Regions from separate parts of the Zea mays genome. Here region 1 is linked to region 2. Evidence: chromatin contacts called from public Hi-C data. All regions are on one chromosome and are shown on one strand. The core of a region is the stretch at or near the end of the contact, and the rest is flanking DNA. Distances in the headings are between cores, read along the strand shown. Region 1 holds the start of LOC100280286. Region 2 holds the start of LOC100273685 (nuclear transcription factor Y subunit C-2).

The links. Hi-C and Micro-C count contacts between places; a contact is called where the count stands out from the background.
Region 1: a contact with region 2 is called in a Hi-C map of ear, with 2.0 times the contacts expected there. The contact joins the promoter of LOC100280286 here to the promoter of LOC100273685 in region 2. A contact is called at or near these places in 3 of 25 Hi-C or Micro-C datasets (bundle sheath, ear and tassel).

Annotation. Positions count from the first base shown.
Region 1 is chr10:59,169,182-59,173,710 of Zm-B73-REFERENCE-NAM-5.0, forward strand. It overlaps LOC100280286, which reads left to right and starts at 2,821. Exons shown (of 6, transcript NM_001153214.1): 1 at 2,821-3,128; 2 at 4,140-4,505. The coding sequence starts at 2,883.
Region 2 is chr10:58,522,504-58,526,914 of Zm-B73-REFERENCE-NAM-5.0, forward strand. LOC100273685 (nuclear transcription factor Y subunit C-2) reads left to right here and starts at 1,755. Exons shown (of 2, transcript NM_001148097.1): 1 at 1,755-1,970; 2 at 4,028-4,411. The coding sequence starts at 4,065.

The DNA of each region.
Region 1 (4,529 bases), core at 1,571-4,070, 650 kb after region 2:
GTTTGGGAAGACACCCTGTTTGTTTTAACTACAAATTTTGGAGCTTTTTTGAAAAGCTTCTAGTGGGCTTTTGATCCTGAGAATTCGATAATAACTTTTTGATAATGATATTAGCTTCCTAAACTCAAGAAGCTACAGGAAGCATATAAAATCAGGATTTCCAGTTTCCTATAAAAACAATTTCTTCTGAGCTTCTAATTTCCGAAAGCTAAATACAAAACTAACCGTTTGTTTTAGCTTGTAGTTTTTTATGCCGAGAAGATGCCTAGAAGCTCAAGCAAATAGGGCCTACAAGTTGGAGTGGACCTAAAAAAACTCCCATGAAAGCTATCAACTCACGCATATGCGTTAAAATTTAGACTTGTATAGTAGATGTCTCTTATGATTGTTTTTCAATATCTCCAACAATAAATATGTGAAGATACTATGGCTAGTTCCAACATTAATGTTACTGATAGTTGACGTGGACGATGTGCCAGTCCAACGTCAATTGATTCGACCGGTCGATGGGCTTACCAACCGACCGGTCTGATCAATGTTGACCATGTTCCATGTCAACTGAAGTTCCATAGAAAATAAATATAACACTGAGATGGATGTAGATTGATGTTAAAACTATGCAATAGTAGATAAGGATTGATGAGATAGATAACAGAGCCGATAGTAGAATCGATGTATGATATGCCATGATGCGGCAGTAGTTACAACGATTCAATGGAATGAGGCCACATAATAGCTACTCCCTCCGTTTCTTTTTATTTGTCGCTGGATAGTGCAAAACTACACTATCCAGCGACAAATAAAAAGAAACGGAGGGAGTACCTGGTATCGTCGATCACATGTAGAGCACATGAAGGAGTACTAACACACAAGCTACTTATGATGGGAATCGTTCACCATCATTAGCAGATAGCTGATATGGTTGCCAATTGTTGGGCGATGAAACTTCAATTGGTGTGTAGCAAAACATGTGTATCATGAATATATGTGCACATTCGATTTTCTCAACTGACTCGATTCTGCATGTGCATCCTTTTACATGTATGAATTCATAATTGCATAGATACTCGATATTAAGTTTGAAAAGATTTTCCACCACTCACTTGTTGCAAGACCGGTGGGGAGTATCACACAATCCCGAGTCATGACCACTTTGCATGCTCAACTAGTTTGGTTTATTCTACAGTAGTAGAATAAAAAACATTCAGCTAGATTTTAAATGTCAAAATCGATGTGAGTGTCCCTATTATATATTCTGAATTTATTTAAGGAAGAAACATCATTGTTCATTTACTGGTGAATGATGCGTCAGCTAACAATATGTGTTTACAGTGTCTTTCTCATCATTAGTAAGCTCTGCTGATTTAGGTCTGTTTGAAAGCGTCAAGCTTTTTTTTAGAAACTGATTGATAGACTGTGTTTAGTAATTTAGGGACTATAAGGAACTAAAAAAGAGGGACTAAAGTTTAGTCCCATGGAATCAAACATACCCAACTCCATTTAATACGAGGTTTATGAGGGATCTTTAGAGGGTTAGTTAAAAAAATACAAGAGACAGACTCTTTGCGAAGAGCCCGTCTCCACACGACTCTCTATGCATGCTGTTTATTAACTGCCGTATGGTCTAGAAGTTCATGGTTGTATCATAGAGTCTCTTAAGTGTCTCTTGTAATTAGAAAACTGAATCACCGTCTCAAGGCTGTACATACCCTAAATCATTCTCAGTGGGAGTTTCATTCCTATTAAATGACATGCCACCTAAGCAAAACACAATTACATGATATGCAAGTTTTATAGGAGATGAGAGTGTTTCATGGAGATGAAACCTAAATACACTGTTTTCTAGACAAATGTTGATTGTGAAGACTTGAAAATAGCGTGATGAAACCATCTATTGAGAATGACATAGTGTTCCATCTCGTTGAAACCTAGAATATTGGATTTTTGAGTTAAATGCATGAGTCTCTTTTGAATTTATCAAAAGGAAGATATTTAGACCCTGTTTGGAATTGATTCAACTTCATAAAATTTGGTGATACATGTCATTAGAAGCTTTAGAAAATCGTGAAGTTGGAGATACAAACTTTTAAAAGACATTTAAATAAGTTATTTTGTTTTTATTTAGATTAAAGATATTTTTAACCGCTTTAAAATATATTATGAACTATAATTTTAACCTGAAGCTGTAACCTAGAGCAGTGCCAAACACGTCCTTAAAATTGTTAAGTAGTGCACCGTCGCTATAGTTAAAAAATGAACATGTGATGCACAATTTTTACAAATTTAATAATGTGTGGACATTACTTGACATGTTTAAGATATAGAAATATATTTTAAAAGTTCATGAAACGTAGGTTAAGATATAGAAATGTATTTTTAAAGTTCATGAACTTAGGTTCCTTGACAAGTTTATAGACCATTAATGTATTTAACTCTTGAATTTTTGATATGACAATCCATCTACTACTGTTGTTATTAGAGTTATTTGTAATTTTTCCATTATTATTTATGTGTCTCGCTAGTTGCCATTGGACCTAAAGTATAGACATAGCACATAGATGGTTCTACAACCGGGTAACAACAGGAGAGAGTCCAAATCGAGAGTGACAAAATAGTAATGTTTTTGTTGTTTACCGCAAGAATTAATTAAATTATAATAATGATTTTTTTTGAAACTTAAAAAAACTGAGGCGAAAAGGAAAGCATCACGGAAACGTGACCCTCGCCGTTTACGAACAAATCGCCGACCCGTCTCCTGCTCTCTCCCAATTTCAGTCAGTTCGCTCCGCTCCCACATGCCTCCTCCGCCTCCCTCTCGCCGTCCCGGCATACCCAATCCCTAGGCACCCCGCCGAAACCCTAGATTCTCCTCTCCTGCTCCGATGGCTGGGGCAGCGGCGTCCCCCGTGGCGGCCCACGTGGTGGAACGGTTCCGCTCGCGGCTGCGCGAGGAAGCGGGCAGCGGGGAGCCGGGCGCCTCCGCGGTCGTGCGCTTGTACGCGGAGGCGCTCCGCGAGCTTACCTTCAACTGCAAGCCGGTCATCACCGAGCTCACCATCGTCGCAGGCCAGCACGCCGCGCTCGCCGCCGGGGGAATCGCCGGCGCCGTCTGCGCCCGCGTCGCCGAGGTCATTCTGCTGCTCTTTGCTACCCCCCATGACTGTTACTCTTGTTTTCCAGTTAAGGCGGCCCGCGTTATGATTTTTGGGGCATAAGGAAGCTTGGTCTTGGAGCGTCGAGTAGTCTGGCGCTCACATGGTTTTGGAGGTTGTTGTGCTTGTTGTGAAATGTGGATTGCTTGGCTTTGTTGTTGAATGTGAGAATTCCCATAAAATGGACGGGAGACTTTTTATTTGTAGGTTTTACAATAGCGTCAGTTTGTACAAGATCATTCCTTTTTGTGAGAAGCGATGTACGTTCAGTATGTTTGCTCTGATTGCTGTTTACAGTTCTGGTAGCATATTTAGATCCTGGGGTTTAGAATCTTTGTGGAACTTTGTAGATCAATTGGTGCTTGCCATTTTAATTTTTCTTAAAATTCCTGCTCAAAACTAGTAGGATGCTGACATACATGCATGAAATATGTAGCAACAGAGTAAACAGTTGAGCTTAAGAGTGTATGAGCACTGCATTGGAGAAAATAGTCGCTATGACTGATAAACTTCCTTTTTGATCGGAAGTTGAGAGTTATCCTATCGAATTGAGATAAACCTTAAACAATGTTATAGATAAATGCGTCATGTGTTACACTGGTTCTTATTTTGACTTACATACGAAAAGAGTTCAGAATTTTGGGTTTATTATTGCTTATTAGGATAGTTGTGAACTAAGTCAGTTACCTGTTTACTTGTTCTGTATGGTGTGGTAGATTTGGTTTTGTTTAGAAATATCTTGTAATTTTCTGGCTGCTTTTCTTGAAGATAAGACATACAAGTCTTCAATTTTAAATGGAAACAATATGGGAACTAATCATAAGAGCGAGGATTAAGCTACTAGTGGGTTTGCAGTTTTTCTTTCAGAACTGCAGGCTGTTTGAGTTTGTTCATCAACCAGTTTTTTTTCATATGCATGATTTTTAATTAATTACGACTTTCAAAGTTCTTTTGTGTGATGATTGTTCTTCTGCGATATTCTTGCAGGTGCCACCTGATCAGATATTACCATCTTTGTATCTGCTAGATAGTATTGTGAAGAACATAGGTGGGGAATATGTAGAGCATTTTGCAATTAGGTTGCAAAGTGTATTTGTTGATGCATACTACAGAGTTCATCCAAACCAGTATGCTTCAATGAGGCGCCTCTTTCGTACCTGGTGGCCAGTGTTTCCTTCTTCTGTGCTTCACAGCATTGAGGATGACCTTCAATTTTCGCCCTCAGAGAATAACCGTCCCACCACATCGACAAATGTGCATCAAACAGAGTCGTTATCTCCTAGACCATCTCATGGCATACATGTAAATCCTAAATACCTAGAAGCACAACATAAGTTCAAGCGGGTCAATGTGGTAAGACTTTGTTAACATCATGTA
Region 2 (4,411 bases), core at 505-3,004:
GCATATTGTTCCTCAAGTATTCAATCACCGTAGTTGTTTCTCATACATTGTTTACTTATTGTCACTAGAGAATTTATTCCTCTTGTTATATTGATTAAATTTACCTAGTGTTTTTGATTTTAGTCAAAACCGCCTATTCACCCCCCTCTAGCCGGTGTCCTAGATCCTACAGCAGGTCGTAGCATGAATACATAAGCCAGTGCAGGGCACATGCAAAGATGCCAATATGGCAAGCACAGGGAGGGACGAGGTATCTGAAAACAACTTGAATCCTGAATTTTTTATTTAGATCTAGAAAAACCTAGAACTGACACATAAGAAAAAGGAGAAGGTAGATAAGGGTGAGACTGTCCGCAGCCGTTGCCGCGAGCGTCCCCCTCCTCTCCGCATAGCGGTAACAAAGACACATTTTAGCGTGCATCGCTGCCCTCTTGCACTCCCTCTACGAGCTACAGTGCTAGCGGGATAAGTGAACCGCCACATCTAGGGTGCGGCAACCGGCCCCCTCATGCACTGTGCTGATCTTAGGTTTTGTGCCGACAACAGTAGAGAAAAAATTATAATGGATGATAATTGGTATATGAAATGATATTTTATGGATGTAGTGGGGTATAGGGAAGAATTTAGAGGGAACCGCTGCTGCAGGAAATGAAAATGTAGGGGTGGAATCCTAACGATGTGGCACAAAAGTGGAATATAGGGAAAGAAATTTAGGGTAACCGTTGCGGACAGTCTGACGTGACTACCGGCCAGAAGACAGCCGCCGGAAGCAAATGGGAGGCCACCAGGTCGTTGTTGGATTTCGCCAGAGGTGAGGGTGCAGAATGGAGGGGAGGTTGGGGCGAGGGAGGTGCATGGAACAGAGAGCGGGCGAGGGAGGGCCGGATCCGTGCTGCAGTCGTCGTAGCCGCTCGTGCGCATCCCCGCCGTCACCGCTCATGCGCAAGCCGCGCCGTCTTGCATTGTCACCGATGCCACTGGTCATCGTGCTCATGGATTCTTTCCACACCACCTTAGAGGGGGCTGCTTCTCGGGCCAGTGATACGGTAAAAAGCGGGAATGGACCGGACTTGAATCCTCCAATGGGTTAATCGAACATGTCTTCTACTATGGGTAGGGAACCATTCCACCGATCCACACGATTTCTTTCTCATCCCGCCGTTCCCTGCCCAAATGAATAAGGGCCCGTTTGGTTTGAGGGACTAGAGACTAAAGATTAGTCCCTCCATTTTAGTCTTATTTAGTCCCTAAATTGCCAAACGGTGTGACAAAAAATAGGACTAAACTGTTTTAGTCTCTAGCCCCTTAAGGGGTGACTAAAAGAGACTAAACCATATAAATTATACCTTTTGTCCCTCTTTTATTTCAGTTGCACTAATAGCAGGAGAATGATAAGGAGTATTTTAGTCTTCTTATGATTCATTTAGTGTGTTTTGAATAATTTTAGTCCCCAAACCAAATATGGTAAAGACTAAATTTTAGTCTTTTAATTAAACTTTAGTCCTTGGACTAAAGGAACTAAGTCTAAGCCTATAATGGCTAATTTGGAAGAAGTGGAGTCATACCTAGAGAGAAAAAACTGAACGGAGAAAGTTAAATATTTGAGAGGATTTAGGGCCTGTTTGGTTCGTAGCTAACTGCGCTACACTTTGCCTAAGTTTAGTCGTTCGAATTGAAGAACTAACCTTAGACAGAAAAGTTAGGTAAAGTGGGACAAGTTAGGTAGCGAACCACCCTTAACCTTTCAAACTTGCCATAATTTAAAAAAACGCACCGACTCCCCTACAGCCGCCAGCGATCCCAATCCCCGACTCCTCCGGCAGCCCGCAACGACTCGCGCCGCCTCCGGTCGCGCCGGGTCCAGGTAAAGCGGCTTCCATCTCCTCGGTCTCAGCGCGTCATCCCCTCCTCCTTCCTCTTCCGTTTCCCTTAGGGTTGGAGTAGACACGTCGGCTCAAGGATCCTTCGAGGTGCGTATCTTCTCCTTTTCTCCATGCTACCTTTCCCTCTCTTTTTCATGCACGATCTTTTGCGTTTCTGTGATGTGTGATGGATCAAGCCCGGGTTCTTCTGGGCGGGGTAGATACTCCTCCGATATGTGTTACGCTAGTGGTACTAGTAGATGTAATTCAACTCCAATTTTTTCGGTGTTCAATTGAACCCTTGTGCCGTTCGATGTTTACTTTGGTAATTGTTTGACTACTAAAAATAGACTACTGTTGCACTGAATATTGCATGGCGTCTTCTTCGAATAAAACTGGGTTGACTCGTCTACAGCCTCTAGATGCAGCTGACCTTTGACACTGCTCCAGTAATCCAGCGCATATGCTTCAGTGATGTGTACATGAACTTTTTGATTGGCTGTTATACTCATACCAGTTACAGATTGATCATGCCGGTAGTGAGTAGTGAAGATGGCTGATACTAATGCTCTCACCATTTGTCTGCTCATGTACTCCCAAGAATCGAGAATATTCCTTTCAGCCATCGAATCATGTTTGTGCCTATGTAGGGAAAGGAGACCTGGGTAATGCCTTGCTATACATCGTCATATGTCCCATATGAAATCGCTAGCACATCCAATCTCAGCAAGGACCCACCTTAATAGAATTTGAGCTTTAAGCTATCTTTCATAATATTGTAACTAATGGCATGCATGTTATCTTAAGTTTGGCAAGTAATTTCTGTAAGTGTGACATGGGAATTAAGTACTTTTTCTGAGTGCTAGTTCCAGATTGCAGATGGATTACGTTTCTGCAACGTTTGGTGCACTGGTGAGAGCTGTCTCATTGAGTCACCAGGTCACGGGTTCGAATCAGTCTCTCCACATTTGCACATTTGCGAGAGAAGGCTTGCTTTGGTTTATCCTTTTTTCAGACCCCTCTCATGTGGGAGCCTCCAACACTGGGTCGGGATTGCCCTTTAATGATCTTAGATGTGATGATTAATTTGATTCTGGACCCCTCATCTCGTAAATCTTAATTTACAAGCGAAATTTTGCTCCAATGCGTCTATTGAAATTGATTTTTGGAAGATGTTGAGTTATTCACAGTGCGATGTTCATGTCAGCTTTACTCCACTTAAGCCAACTACCCAGGAAACCACCAAATCACCATGTTATTTAAGAGGTTTTATTTAGGTAGTTGTAGCCCAGCTTAAGCTTATGTGCAGAACATACTAAACCTCATTTTTTGTAAGTGATTTTGAAAAGAGATTACTTTGAAAACTTTAAACCTCATTTCCGTTATCTGATTTTGAAAAGAGATTATTATGAAAACTTTAAATATGCCTTTGCTATCTGTAACAGAGTAATGGAAAGTCAACCATCAAACTAAATTGTTTTTTCCATCATCAAAGCAATTTGCAATATCCGTAACCTGTTTGACCAATACTGGCAGGGACTGACTGGTTGTGCAAATACCTACTTTTAAATTATTGAAAGTGGGAGCATGAAAGGTAATTTTGCGGTCCTGTCATGCATTATAGGGAACTAGGGACAACGTTAATAGATGTTGTGATTTTTTTAAGAAAAGTAAATCTTGTCTACCTTGCTGTTTACCAGTTGCTGTTTATTCTTTGAGGATACGCTCCCTTTTGATTTCACTTGTTCAATGTAACCATATGTTTGTTCCATGTTTAATGGAAGTTTCTGTGTTTGTGATACCCAAATCAACCACCAGGATAAAATGTTATACCAATGCGCTATTGCACCACTGCAGTTGCTTTAAGATGGATTTTTGCTTAAGATGGAATTTTACAAGCAAGCATCTTTTGTAACTTCAGTTAGATTATTTGCTGCTCTCAAGAGTAGCGTTCAAGCTACAAGAATAAATAAGATAAAGGCCAGTGATTTTTTTCATACACAAAAGGCATTCCCAATCCCATCCATCAACATAGATCTGAGAATTTTTAGTGTTGTAACCTGAAATACATCTTTTGCATTTTTATGTGTTATAACCTGTAATTTTGTAGTCTTTCTTGTTTATCTGGATGGAAAAAATGATCAAATTTCCAATTGTTTTCCAAGGGTCAGGACACTTATTGATTTTGAACAAAGATCTAGCATGGAACCATCCTCACAGCCTCAACCAATGATGGGTGTTGGGTCACAACCTTATCCTGCTGCTGCTCCCTATGTGCCAGTACCTGGATCTCTTGCTGTTCCTCCTGGCTCACAGCCAGCAGCAGCATTCCCCAATCCAACTCAACTCAGTGCTCAGCACCAGATGGTGTACCAGCAGGCTCAGCAATTTCATCAACAACTTCAGCAACAGCAGGAACAACAGCTCAGGGAGTTCTGGACTACCCAGATGGATGAGATCAAGCAAGCAAATGACTTCAAGATCCACACCTTGCCACTTGCAAGGATAAAGAAGATAATGAAGGCTGATGAGGATGTGCGGATGATCTC